Regions from separate parts of the Pan troglodytes genome. Here all the other regions are linked to region 2. Evidence: chromatin contacts called from public Hi-C data. All regions are on one chromosome and are shown on one strand. The core of a region is the stretch at or near the end of the contact, and the rest is flanking DNA. Distances in the headings are between cores, read along the strand shown. Region 1 overlaps FOXN3 (forkhead box N3). Region 2 has its middle 62 kb from the start of TRNAA-AGC. Region 3 overlaps FOXN3 (forkhead box N3).

Region 1 (4,097 bases), core at 226-2,725, 390 kb before region 2:
GTGGTGGGTTTTCAGCAACCTGCTGCTGTGTTTATCTGTGCTGAAAAAGCCTAAATGAAACATTTCTTCTTTGATTGGCTTAAGATTGGAAGTTTGAAGGAAAATCCTTCAAACTGGAATCATGACCACTGGAAGCAGGTTCTGTATGGTAAGGTTTTGAAGCAACCTGTTTCCACCAGAACCAAAGGAAATTTGGAAGGAAATCAAAAACCTCTCAAAGAGTGGAAAAAGCTTTGTACTTTTATTTTGCCTTTGTGCATTGTTGTCATTTATCCAACATGTGCATATGAATATTCTTTCTGAAGACCTGGGCTTCATTTTAAGGTCAGCCTTCAATTTCTACAGAATATAATTTGCTGCTATTTTTAGAGCATCATGATTGCTTGTAATAACTAATGGAAAAAAACTCAGAGAAATAAATGTGTAACAGCTGTGTCTGCTTAAACTTGATTAAAGGCAGTAAAAAAAAGTAAACAGAAGAACGAATGTGACAATAGACAAGGGGGAGACAAGTATCTCTCTCATTGTGAAAACTTTTACAGGCATAACTTGTTCCACTTTGGAAGGCCAGCGATGTCTGTGTTTAAAGTTTACTTTACTGTTTGTCTTGAGTGGGATCAGTGTTGTAGTGAATAATTTATAGCCAGCATGAATGAGCTCATTAGTCACCTTTTCAGACTTTAAATGAGTTTTGTGGTTGTCATTACTCGAGCCTTCTGTTCAGCCGCGGAGCAAAATGACAGTTTGGCAGTTGTTGCTGGGGCCGCCTGTTCCCCTTCAGGTCTGTGTTGGCTTTTGTATTTCATTGAATCCTTCCCTGGCTAACCCTTCGCTGGTCCAGGCAGCAACTCTCCCACTTCACATGCCTTTTGCACCCCAAGTTTAAATGAGAAGTTTTTCAGGCTTAAAAAAAAAAAAATCAGTTGTGTCTGCCAGAGAGAATGGGGGAATGAGGTGGATGAAATGAGCTTTTTCCAGCAATTCCTGGGTATGATTCCCTTTGTGCTTGGTTTGATATTCAAGCTACTCAAAAGCAAAAAGCAAGCCGGTGCGTTGAGAGGCAGCGGAGCCAGGCTCCCACACGGTGCCAGGCGTTTTAGACCGAGGATGTCACTGGAATTTGGAGGGAGAAGGATGTTTCAGGGTAGGTTTGAACTGTTTCAATTCTGAATATCAGTGTGATGAGGGTAAAGAAACTTGCTACAGCAAATAAATCTGCGAGGCCAGATTTCCACGGACAAAGAAAACTGCATTGTTTCTACAAAGGGGTTGACAGCATGACTTTTCAAGGTCGCAGCCAACACGGAGGTCCAGGATCACTGGGAATGGTCATTACCTCTTCCCCATCTCTGTGCCTCCCAACTCCAAATCATTAAGAGAAAGCGAACTGTTGCAGCTGCCTCCTCACTGAGCCCTTGGAGACATGCCTGGGAGGCTGGTATGTGGGGAAGACAAGCCTAGGCATGCCAGTAGCAGGTGGGATTTCTTTGGAACGGATGTCATGAAGTTCATCCCTCCCATTGAACCTGGCCTGGGCAGCCTCCGGAGAGCTCTGCCATTCACTCCCTGGGACTGGCCTCCATCCAGAAGTCCCGGACACCGTGGCATGCCCACCTTGGTCCTCAGGTAGCCTCTGCAGGCACTCGTGGGGCGTGGAGGCCTGCGCAGGGTGCCTTGGCCAGGTGCTTGGACCCCTGCGCTGAGGTCTCTCTGACGTCTGCTGCGAGCAACAGGCACTCATGGCTGCCGTCACCAACGTGGGCAGCACCCCCTTCCGGGACCCATATTGTTAGACAGCTGGCCTGGCGCTGTGTGAGGCATAGAGGAAACATGTTCAGGATTCCTCTCTGGAAGCAATGCCAACTTAAAAAGGACGCCTGGTTGTTTGGGGGCCAAATCTTTGAAACCAGTCAGAATCACGTCTTTGAGTGCAGAGAAGTGAGGTGCTGTTGAACATACCCACAGAAAGAGCTAGCAATTCACCTGCCTGCTTCCTTTCCAGCCCCGACCCTTTTAAGATTGAGTACTCACATGCAGTCACGTCTCACAATTTCTGGACACCTTTTGCCTGCACCTCAACCTCAATATTAAAGGCACAAGATACACTATTTTGGGAAGGAGTGAGGATTTCAAAACAGAAAGGGTTGGTGAACTTGACTAGCCAATGAAAAGAGACTTCAGGTTTGGCTGTTGTAATAAGTGGAATAAATTGCTAATCTCCAAAAAAGAACTTTGTGCTGCAGGGAAATATGTTAGTAATCATTTAATCTATATTCTGTTTCTCAGGGAGTTCATCAAATTCGGAGCTCTTACTTTGTTTTAAAAAGACTATCGTAGAGAGAAGAATCAATTGTTTTCTTTCACACCCCTCTGAAAAAGTAAAACGAGAGAAGTTATTTCTTGGCGTGGATAAGACTTTGGCAGACTTAGCCACCGAAACCCACGAGACTATGGTACTTGGTGTACTCACTAAAGAGAGGAAAACAATAAAATCTCTTAAAAACTTTGGAGGAGGAAAATGTTGATGAGGCTACTTTTCTCTGACTGATCTGTAGAGTTAATAGGTGCCAGCTTGAGAGAGGGATAAAAAGGAGACTTTTTTTTTTCCTGTTAAGTGATCAATATTTTTTATTACCACTGTGCCATGTGCTATGAGCAGAAGAGAAAACAGAGTCCCTTGCCCCTCAAGGCACTTACACTCTGTTGGTGACGTTCAGTATCTAGTTGATTTATTTTTTTATTACAAAGATACACCATACTTTGTTGATTATGACATAGAAGTTGAACTTTGAGTTTTTGCAAGTAGTGCCTTTTCATTCAGTTAAAAAGTCCTGGCCGGGCACGGTGGCTCACTCCTGTAATCCCAGCACTTTGGAAGGCCGAGGCAGGTGGATCACGAGGTCTAGGAGCTGGAGACCAGCCTGGCCAAGATGGTGAAACCCCATCTCTACTAAGAATACAAAAAAAAAAAAAAAAAAAAAAAATTAGCCGGGCGCAGTGGTGGAGGCCTGTAATCCCACATACTTGGGATGCTGAGGCAGGAGAATCGCTTGAACCCAGGAGGCGGAGGTTGCAGTGAGCCAAGATCGCACCACTGCACTCTAGTCTGGGCAACAGAGCAAGACTCCATCTCAAAAAAAAAAAAAAAAAAAAGTCCCCTTTTCCTTCCTCCTCTTGTGTTTTTTTTCTTCTTTTTCTTTTTCTTTTTTTTTTTTGAGACAGAGGCTCACTCTGTCGACCAGGCTGGAGTGCAGTGGCACGATATCAGCTCACTGCAACCTCCACCTCCCTGGTTCAAGCATTTCTCCTGCCTCAGCCTCCCAAGTAACTGAGAGTACAGGAACCCACCACTGCGCCTGGCTAATTTTTGTATTTTTAGTAACAGGGTTTCACCATGTTGGCCAGGCTGGTCTTGAACTCCTGACCTCAAGTGATCCACCCGCCTCGGTTTCTCAAAGTGCTGGGATTACAGGCATGAGCCACTGCGCCCGGCCCTCCTCTTCTATTTCTTGGTCACAATTTTTTCTCCCTTGTGCCCCACTGGTCCTGTCCTTCATGTCCTAGGCCCCTGAGAGGTTCTCTAAGAAGCCAGATGTTCTGAAGCTTTCCCAAACTCACTGTGTGGGTTCAATTCCCAGCCCCATCATTTACCAGCTGTGTGTTATGAGCAAGTGGCCAAACTTCTCTGTGCCTCAGAATCTCTGTTGATAAAATGGGGATAATAATAGTACCTACTTCACATGATTAATGTGAGGCTGAAATGAGTGAATATTTTCAGAGCTTTAGAACACTGTCTGGCATCCAGTTAAGTGCTATTTCGGTGTTTGTTAAATGCAGTCAGTCCTCATCATTGGTAGTTTTTGTATTTGCGAATTCACCCTCTTGCTAAAATTTACCTGTAATCTCAAAATCAGTACTCCTGCCCGGGCATGGTGGCTCACGCCTTCCCAGCACTTTGGGAGGCCGAGGCGGGTGGGTCACCTGAGGTCAGGAGTTCTAGACCAGCCTGGCCAACATGGTGAAACCCTGTCTCTACTAAAAATACAAAAAATTAGCTGGGCGTGATGGTGGGCGCCTGTAATCCCAGCTACTCAGGA
Region 2 (4,262 bases), core at 1,115-3,614:
ATAATGCCTGGTCTATTAGTTTCCTATTGCTGTGACCAATTAGCACAAATATAGTGCCTTAAATCAACACAAATTTATTATCTTACAGTTCTGGAGGTGAGAAGTCTAAAATTAGTTTCACTTGGCTAAAGTCAAGGTATAGGCAGTACTGCATTTCTCCTGGAGGTGCCACAGGAGAATATGCTTCTTACCTCTTCCAGCTTAGAGGCTGCCAACAATCCTTGGCTTGTGGCCCCGTCCTCCATCTTCAAAGCCAGTTGCACAGCATCTTCAAATCTGCTTCCATTATCACATTGACTTTTCCTTATATAAGAACCTTTGTCAATGATTAAGCCCATCAGATAATCCAGGATAGTCTCTCCATCTCAAAATCCTTAATTTGCCAAGAGCAGTAGTGCATCCCAGTAGTCCTAGCTACTCAGGAGGCTGAGGCAGGAGGATTGCTTGAGTCCAGGAGTTTGAGACTGTAGTGTGCTGTGATAATGTCTATGAACAGCCGCTGCATTCCAGCCGAGGCAACATAGCAAGACCCTGTCACTAAAATAAGAAAAAAAGAATCCTTAATTCAATCACATCTGCAAAATCCTTTTTGCCATATAGGGTAATATTCACAGGTTCCAGGGATTAGGATGTGGACATCTTTGGGGTTCATTATTCAGCCTCCCATACTCAGCATACATTGGATTAAACCGTATACATTGGGTTTGTAGGTCAAAAAAGGTTCAATATTGGCGATTCCATGTGATTCCACCTAAGGGTTCTCAATATATAGGAGTTACTATTAATACCAATAACAAAAGAGGAGATAATTTTACCATAAACTGCCAGCTCTGGGCCTGTCCCTGTTGTCTGAGGAACAGTGTTTTGGGCAATTTCACCTGACTGTCTGTGTTTGCTGAGCCCTGGGTTTTTAGTACTTCCTGTACTTTAGTACGTCCTGTACCTTAGTACTTCCTGTGTCACTACCCTGGAAGCATAGGTAGGTTCCTCCCCAAGGCCATTTGCCTCTCTACTATCCTGGAAGAAGCCTGCTAAAGAACTGCAGAAAGAGACCCTCCCTTCTGCCCAGCTGCAGGGCTCTGTACTCCATAGCATCAACACTGTTGAGGAAAAAGCAGCTCCCAAAACCTTCCGTGTTGCAAATGTGTTTGGTGCAGTAAAAAGTCTGTGGCACTGACGCACTGTGCCATATTAAAGCCTGAAGCCAAAGGAAAAATAAAAATCAGTGATATTGAGCTTCTCTTTATTTAAAATCTGATTTTTTTTTTACCATGGTTATTTTACATTTATTTTGACTTTTAAAAAATATTGCATTAAACTATTATTTATCCTGGCTACTAAGTTTTTTGGCATTCCCTTAAATTTTGCACCCAAGATTTCATTCACCTCACCCTAATTCCCAACCTGGTCTGTGAGTTGGTATTTGCAGCTATTCTGTCTGATTGATGATAGTTTTGGAGGGACACTCCCGGCAAAAGTTCAAACTTTATCTGTAGAGGAAAACAAGGTGGTTAGGATTTACCGAAGTAATGAGAAGGAAAGTCACCCTCAACCTCTAAAATACCCCTTTTCCGAGTGACTCTCTTGGCTGCCAATTGCCTTCTCCAAGTGAAAAAGAATAAACTAATTTCATACCTATTCAGTCCAATAAAGCTCATTGTCCTACCTCCACCTCCAGTGATAACAGACAGGAACAGTTCATTTTCCATTGCTAAGCAACGGCAAAAACAGCGCCCGGCATCTGTGCCCGGCCTCACCGGCTGATAGGGATCACTGTCTAAAGTTCTTGTTTGCATTTTGAAGTCAACAATAATTGCGGTTCTCTATTAGTGTTCATTAAGATGGTTTATGGCTGGACTAACTCCAATCTCCACTCAGCGGTTTGAATGCGTTGTCCTCCCAGGGAAAGAAATATTTGGCAATAAAAACCTTGCGTTTATTTCCTTCCCTCATTTCCCCTTGCTGGGCTGGGAAACGATGGTCACCATCCGCAGTTCCATGGCCGGGGAGAACAAGGCGCCTGTTGAAGGTTGTGGAAGAGAGGGGTGGAGAGGAAGCCTCTGCCCTCCTGGAGCTGGCTTCCTTCCACTCCACGCTGAAAGTAGGCCAGTGGAGCAGAAGTCTGCTGGGGGAAGTGAGCTCTTGCTGTTCACTGGGGCGGAGAGCACTACCCTATTTTCCCAACGCCAGCCCTCAAGTGTGGAAAGAACCTTCCCAGCCTCTTTCCACGAACTCAGCGCCAGGGAGAAGCACTGCCCTGGGACGTGATCGGCTCCTGCCTCCCTGGCCCGGGACTGGGTCAAACAGTGGCCTCAGTGTGATGGCAGAAAGTTCCAGGCAGCTTGAAAGGGCCGCCCTTGGATGCAATTCCCAGGTGTTGACTCACCCGCGGCGGCTGAAAGGCTGCCAGCCCCGGCCAGCAGCAGGCCGGCACCTTTACGCAACCTCTCCTCATCCCCAGCTCTGAAAATACAACCAGAAAGCAGCCTAAAGCAAGTCATAAGGATGTCGTTCTCCCTTTTAGACCCCATTCCAAGACACCCTTCCACGCTCGGCGCTTTTCAGAGCAAGCGTGGCCTGGCCGTCATGGTCCTCTCCTCGCTGGAGAGAATTTTAGGGCCATCCTGGAAAACAAGCCCGCTGGCGCCCCCTAGTGTGCCCGGGAGCCAACGCCATTCCAATTTGTGTTTCGGGGAGGCCGGGCTAGGTGAGTGGGGTTGGAGAATCGAATCCAAGGAATCAGGGCAGGAAAGTTTAATTCCATGAGGTCTGGGGCAGGTAACAGAAAATCACACTTACAGTCCTGACTCCGTTTATGACTCAAGAAATTGCTGTTCTTAACTTCTCTCTCGTGCTTTCCTCTGACTCAAATCTCTCCTGCCTGGTTGCTGGAGAGCAATAGGATCTTGGTGCCTCTGTTACTGAGGGAAACTGAAGACCAAGTAGTCGAAATACCTTAACCTTATTAAGAAGTTATAGAATGACCCTGTCTTGGGGTTGGTATGTGCAGAAGCTTAATCATCAGAAATCAAGAAACTGTAAGTCCAAGATCATTTGCTTTGCTACTGTTGCTAAAACGTCTTCACCCTTCTGTTGAGTACAGAGACACCCTACGGCAATGATTCCCAAGCAACTGGAAGGTTAAGAAGATCTTAACAGCAAGTTCCTTGTATCCTGGTAATTCTGTAGTTCTTTCTCTTTCCTTCTTCATTTTCTCTGAATAGCAAGGAAGAGAGAGTTCAGGTAAATGTGGGGGAAAAAAATCTTTTGTCAGGATAAGCCAGGGCAGGATGGGTGCTGGAGTATGATGGGGGTATCGAGAGCCATGGAAATCTTTAAAAGAATTGGCCACCACCTGCCTAGGATAACTAGGAGGTTTGCCTACATAAAAGCTTGGGCGCTTGACCAAATGGTCACTTGAAGAATCTTCCCAAGTGGCTGGGTGCGGTGGCTCATGCCTGTAATCCTAGCACTTTGGGAGGCCAAGGCGGGCAGATCACCTGAGGTCAGAAGTTCAAGACCAGCCTGACCAACGTGGAGAAACCCCATATCTACTAAAAATACAAAAATTAGCTGGGTGTGGTGGCACACACCTGTAATCCCAGCTACTCAGGAGGCTGAGGCGGGAGAATCGCTTCAACCCAGGAGGCAGAGGTTGCAGTAAGCCGAGATCATGCCACTGTGCTCCAGATTGGGTGACAGCATGAGACTCCGTCTCAAAAAAAAAAAAAAAAAAAAAAAAGGAATCTTCCCAAGTTGATTATCTTGATTAAACTGTCAAGAATAGGGATGGCAAATAAGTTTCACATTCCATACCAACCTTAGTCAACTGAAAAGCCCAAAGCATAGTATTGAGAGTGTTCCTGAAAGTTCAATTTGAGGCAAAGCATCTTGATTGATTTGTAATGTCTGCCATGAGCACACAACAGATGGGTGGTGGCATAAATACAGCTAGGCAGGAAGATAAAAGAGGGTATTACATGCCAGAAAGCCACACCATCGTGCCCTTTTCTTTCTTTTTTTGTTGCTTGTTTGTTTGAGAAAAGTTCTTACTCTGTGAGGCTGGAGTGCAGTAGTGTGATCATAGCTTACTGTGGCCTTGAACTCCTGGGCTTAATTGATCCTCCTGCCTGAGCCTACAGAGTAGCTGGAACTACAGGTGTGTGCCCACCATACTGAGCGAATTTTTTACGTTTTGTAGAGACAAGGTCTCACTATGTTGCCCAGGCTGGTATCAAACTCCTGCGCTCAAGTGATCCTCC
Region 3 (4,007 bases), core at 352-2,851, 370 kb before region 2:
TATGAGATTTTATTTGGCGGGAGCTCCCACACTGAAGTTGCCTTCAACACAGTGACTAAAATGCACCTGAAGGTTGGTGAGAAATACCTTAAATTGAACGAGAACATTGAAACCTTGCAAGTTGTATGCAGTGAATTAGCTATTCCACTTTTAATTTTCTTCTGAAAGTGAAGAATACGGTTAGGTTTGACGTAGCAGTGAAAATGTGGAATCCTGTGTGATCCCTGTCCCTGAGGGCTTGGAACACATACCCTGCTGGACAACTGTTTGGCTGGGATGTTGGGGAGGGAACATACTAGATTACATCACCTGTGGCACTTAAAAAACAATTCCCAGCTGGGCACGGTGACTCACACCTGTAATCCCAGCACTTTGGGAGGCCAAGGCGGGAGGATTGCTTGAGTGCAGGAGTTTGAGACCAGCCTGGGCAACATGGTGAAACCCTGTCTCTACAAAAAATACAAAAATAATTGGCTGAGCATGATGGCATACTCCTGTAGTCCCAGCTACTCGGGAGGCTGAGATGGAAGGATGGCGTGAGCCCGGGAGGTGGAGGTTGCAGTGAGCCGAGATACAGCCTAGGTGACAGAGCCAGACCCTGTCTCAAAAAAAAAAAAAAAATTCCCATTTTCTTGGGCCCCTTTCTGGAGATTGTGATTCATTAGGTGTGAGGTGGGTTGGGGAAAACTGGTAGTTCTGCTAAGCTTCCTAGGTGTTTCCAGCATGGAGCCAGGTTTGAGAATCCCTGAACTAGGTGCCCTCTTGAGGTCTTTCCAGTTGCTGAGATTTCATCAAGAGCATGTTCTCATGAATGAGTCAGTCAAGGCAAAAGAGACAGCTTGGCTTTCGTTTTATCTCTTAAAGGACTTCAAAAGATAAGAGTTTTATTTTTATTTTTGAATCACGGAAATTTTCAAACATACACAGAACTAGAATCGTATAATGACTTGATATACCCCCATAACACACATCCTGATTCAGTAGTTGACAAAGGTTTGTCACACTTATTTTATTTATTCTTTTTTGTTGTCGCTGTTTTTGAAGTTGTTTTTCGGTTTTTTGTTTTGAGACAGGGTTTCACTCTGTTGACCAGGCTGGAGCGCAGTGGCATAATCATGGCTCATTGCAGCCTCAGACTCCCAGGCTCAAGCCTTCGCCTTAGCCTCCGAAGGGGGGACTACAAGTACATACCACCATGCCTGGCTAATTTTTTTTTTTTTGTATTTTTCATAGAAACGGGGTTTCGCCATGTTGCCCTGGCTGGTCCCAAATTCCTGGCCTCAAGCAATCCTCCTGCCGCAGCCTCCCAAAATGCTGTGGATTATAGGCATGAGTCACTGCACCCAGCCTTGCTGAAGTATTTTGAAGCAAATGACATTTACAATTCAAACATTTCGGTATACATAAGAATAATTGACAGTTTCTTACATAACAACCATGCTAAAGTCCCCCCTAACAAAATGAACAATTATTTGGTGTTGCCTAATGCCAGGTCCATATTCAGATATCCCTGTTTACAAAATGTTTGTTTGAATTAGGGTCCAAATGTGGTTCCTGCAGTGCCTTTTGTGATGTTTCCTGTCTGTGTCAGTCTGCAGCACTCCTATGCCCTCTTACCGTTTTCATTCCCTTCCCTGTTAAAAGAGACCCATGGCTTACACTATAGAGTACTTGCATTCTGTTTACTTCCTTGTGATTTTGCGTAACTTGCTTCTCTCTCTCCATTTCCTGTCAAATGGAAGGAAGTACGAACGTCTGGGTCACATTCTGGATATATCACTTCCAGAAGCCTGGTCATCCCCCTCTTGGGGAAGCTGAGATTGAGCCATGGGTTCACATGAGGTCACTGTTCCCTACTCTGTAAAATTCCTCATTAGTGGTTTTTTTTTTTTTTCATTTCGTCTATGGATGATCTGTGCCTAAATCAATTAAGGTAGAGTTTTAATGTCTGGGATTAAGTTTTACACTCCCTAAATACAGGTCTTACTTAGGAGTGTAAGATTAGCATGTACTAACCTCTCTGAGTACTTGTAAATGAGAAGTAGAATGCAGTTATTTTTTTCCAGACTGGATTATAAGGTATGTGTGTATTTCTATTTCTGTGCCTTTTTTTTTTTAACCTTTCCTCTTGCTACTTGAACAAAAAACATTGTCATCAAAGGGTTTATAAAGGAAACACTGTACAAAAGTATGTTTATTATATCCAGAGCTGAGTGCTTTAAATACAATTTTAGCTTATAAATATAGGCATGCTTGCTTTGTGCTTTCCATATGCAGTATCTGATTTCTTCCTCACTAAACCCTATGAAGTAGGCCCTATTATTTTCTTTCTTAAAATAGATGATGAGTTAAGCTCTGAGTGGTTAAGTAACTTGCTAGAAGTTGCACAGCTAGTAAGTGCAGAACTTACTAGGAACCTAATTGGAAGGAACCTAATTCCTTCCAACTTTTAAAAAATTATTTATTTAATTTATTTTTGAGACAGGGTCTCTCTGTCACACAGGCTGGAGTACACTGGCGTGATCATAGCTCACTGCACCCTTGAACTCCTGGGCTCAAGTGATCCTCCTGCCTCAGCCTCCCAAGTAGCTGAGAATACAGGTGCATGCCACCACATCCAGCTAATTTCAAGATTTTTTTTTTTTGTAGGGCTGCGCACTGTGGCTCATACCTGTAATTCCAGCACTTTGGGAGGCCGAGGCAAGCAAATGACTTGAGCCCAGGAGTTTGAGACCAGCCTAGGCAACATGATGAAACTGCATCTCTGCAAAAGATAAAAAAATTAGCTGGGCATTGTGGCACGCACCTGTAGTCCCGGCTACTCAGGAGGCTGAGTTGGGAAGATCGCCTAGTGACAGAGCTAGATCCTGTCTCCAAAAATAATATATTTTTAGTAAAGGTGGGGTCTTGCTGTGTCGCCCAGTCTGGTCTTGAACTCCTGTCCTCAAGTAATCCTCCCAATTGTGAGCCACCATGCTTGGCCCGATTCCCTCCAATTCTGAAGGGCATGTGCTTACCCCTGGTGCTTGCCTAGGCCTTCTCAGTATAGCAGACATTGTAGATGATCTCTCTGTGCTTCCTTTAAATATCCTGTGAATATGGGTTATAGGGGATTGAAATAACCCAAATAAACCCAGAATTAACTCTGGGGGCACAGGATAGAGAAAGGCAAATAAAGAGTATATTTTTGTACCGTTGAGATGGGGCTCAATTGTCAGCACATGTAAAGTTCTTGCATCTGCACAGAGCACACAACTGTCTGCTCAGCTTCCGGTTTCCAGGCTCCATCCTGAGCCCCCTGCCTCATAGGACCCCTTCAGTGGCATCAGAGCCAAGTGAGGAAGCTTTTCTCCCTGCGTGTACACTGTTGATACAAATTGTCTCTAATTTGCTGTTCTCTTCACGTTTGCTCTCAGTAGATGAGATCCTTTTTCAAAGGCAGTTTTGAAAATGAGGTTGCACCCAGGTGTGGTGGCTCACGTCTGTAATCCCACACTTTGGGAGGCCAAGACGGGGGCATCATTTGAGGCCAGGAGTTCAAGACCAGCCTGGCCATCATGGTGAAACCCTGTCTCTACTAAAAATACAAAAAGTAGCCGGGCCTGGTGGCGGGCGCCTGTAATCTCAGCTACTTGGGAGGCTGAGGCAGGAGAATCGCTTGAACCCGGGAGGCAGAGGTTGCAGTGAGTGAAGATCACGCCACTACACTCCAGCCTGAGCAACAGAGTGAGACTCTGTCTCAAAAAGAAAAACAACAACAAAAAAAGAAACCGAGGTTGCACCTCTATGTGTCAGCACCCCATGTGAGCAGTTGCTTCTAGTTTTCTCTTCTTGGTGTTGTGAATGCAGAATCAAGATCACGCCACTACACTCCAGCCTGAGCGACAGAGTGAGACTCTGTCTCAAAAAAGAAAAACAACAACAAAAAAAGAAACTGAGGTTGCACCTCTATGTGTCAGCACCCCACGTGAGCAGTTGCTTCTAGTTTTCTCTTCTTGGTGTTGTGA

Evidence for each region. Hi-C and Micro-C count contacts between places; a contact is called where the count stands out from the background.
Region 1: a contact with region 2 is called in a Hi-C map of stem cell-derived neural progenitor cells, with 5 times the contacts expected there. The contact joins two enhancer-like sites. A contact is called at or near these places in 1 of 7 Hi-C or Micro-C datasets (stem cell-derived neural progenitor cells) and 1 of 1 datasets of contacts at active chromatin or transcription factors (stem cell-derived excitatory neurons).
Region 3: a Hi-C map of induced pluripotent stem cells shows a contact between it and region 2, with 2.7 times the contacts expected there. The contact joins two enhancer-like sites. A contact is called at or near these places in 2 of 7 Hi-C or Micro-C datasets (induced pluripotent stem cells and stem cell-derived neural progenitor cells) and 1 of 1 datasets of contacts at active chromatin or transcription factors (stem cell-derived excitatory neurons).

The regions. Positions count from the first base shown.
Region 1 is chr15:87,433,844-87,437,940 of NHGRI_mPanTro3-v2.0_pri, reverse strand. All of the region lies in intron 2 of FOXN3 (forkhead box N3), which reads left to right. Among named protein-coding and RNA genes, the nearest start is that of FOXN3, 190 kb to the left of the region's middle. Within about 2 kb of position 1,475, at least 14 of the 24 cell types and tissues checked have an H3K27ac peak or open chromatin away from gene starts, as enhancers often do. A contact at or near this core is called in stem cell-derived neural progenitor cells, where this site is marked.
Region 2 is chr15:87,046,758-87,051,019 of NHGRI_mPanTro3-v2.0_pri, reverse strand. No RefSeq gene overlaps it. Among named protein-coding and RNA genes, the nearest start is that of TRNAA-AGC, 62 kb to the right of the region's middle. Within about 2 kb of position 2,364, at least 15 of the 24 cell types and tissues checked have an H3K27ac peak or open chromatin away from gene starts, as enhancers often do. A contact at or near this core is called in induced pluripotent stem cells and stem cell-derived neural progenitor cells, where this site is marked.
Region 3 is chr15:87,412,050-87,416,056 of NHGRI_mPanTro3-v2.0_pri, reverse strand. The region is part of intron 3 of FOXN3 (forkhead box N3); the gene reads left to right. All of the region lies in intron 3 of LOC107968230 (a long non-coding RNA gene), which reads right to left. Among named protein-coding and RNA genes, the nearest start is that of FOXN3, 210 kb to the left of the region's middle. Within about 2 kb of position 1,601, at least 2 of the 24 cell types and tissues checked have an H3K27ac peak or open chromatin away from gene starts, as enhancers often do. A contact at or near this core is called in induced pluripotent stem cells, where this site is marked.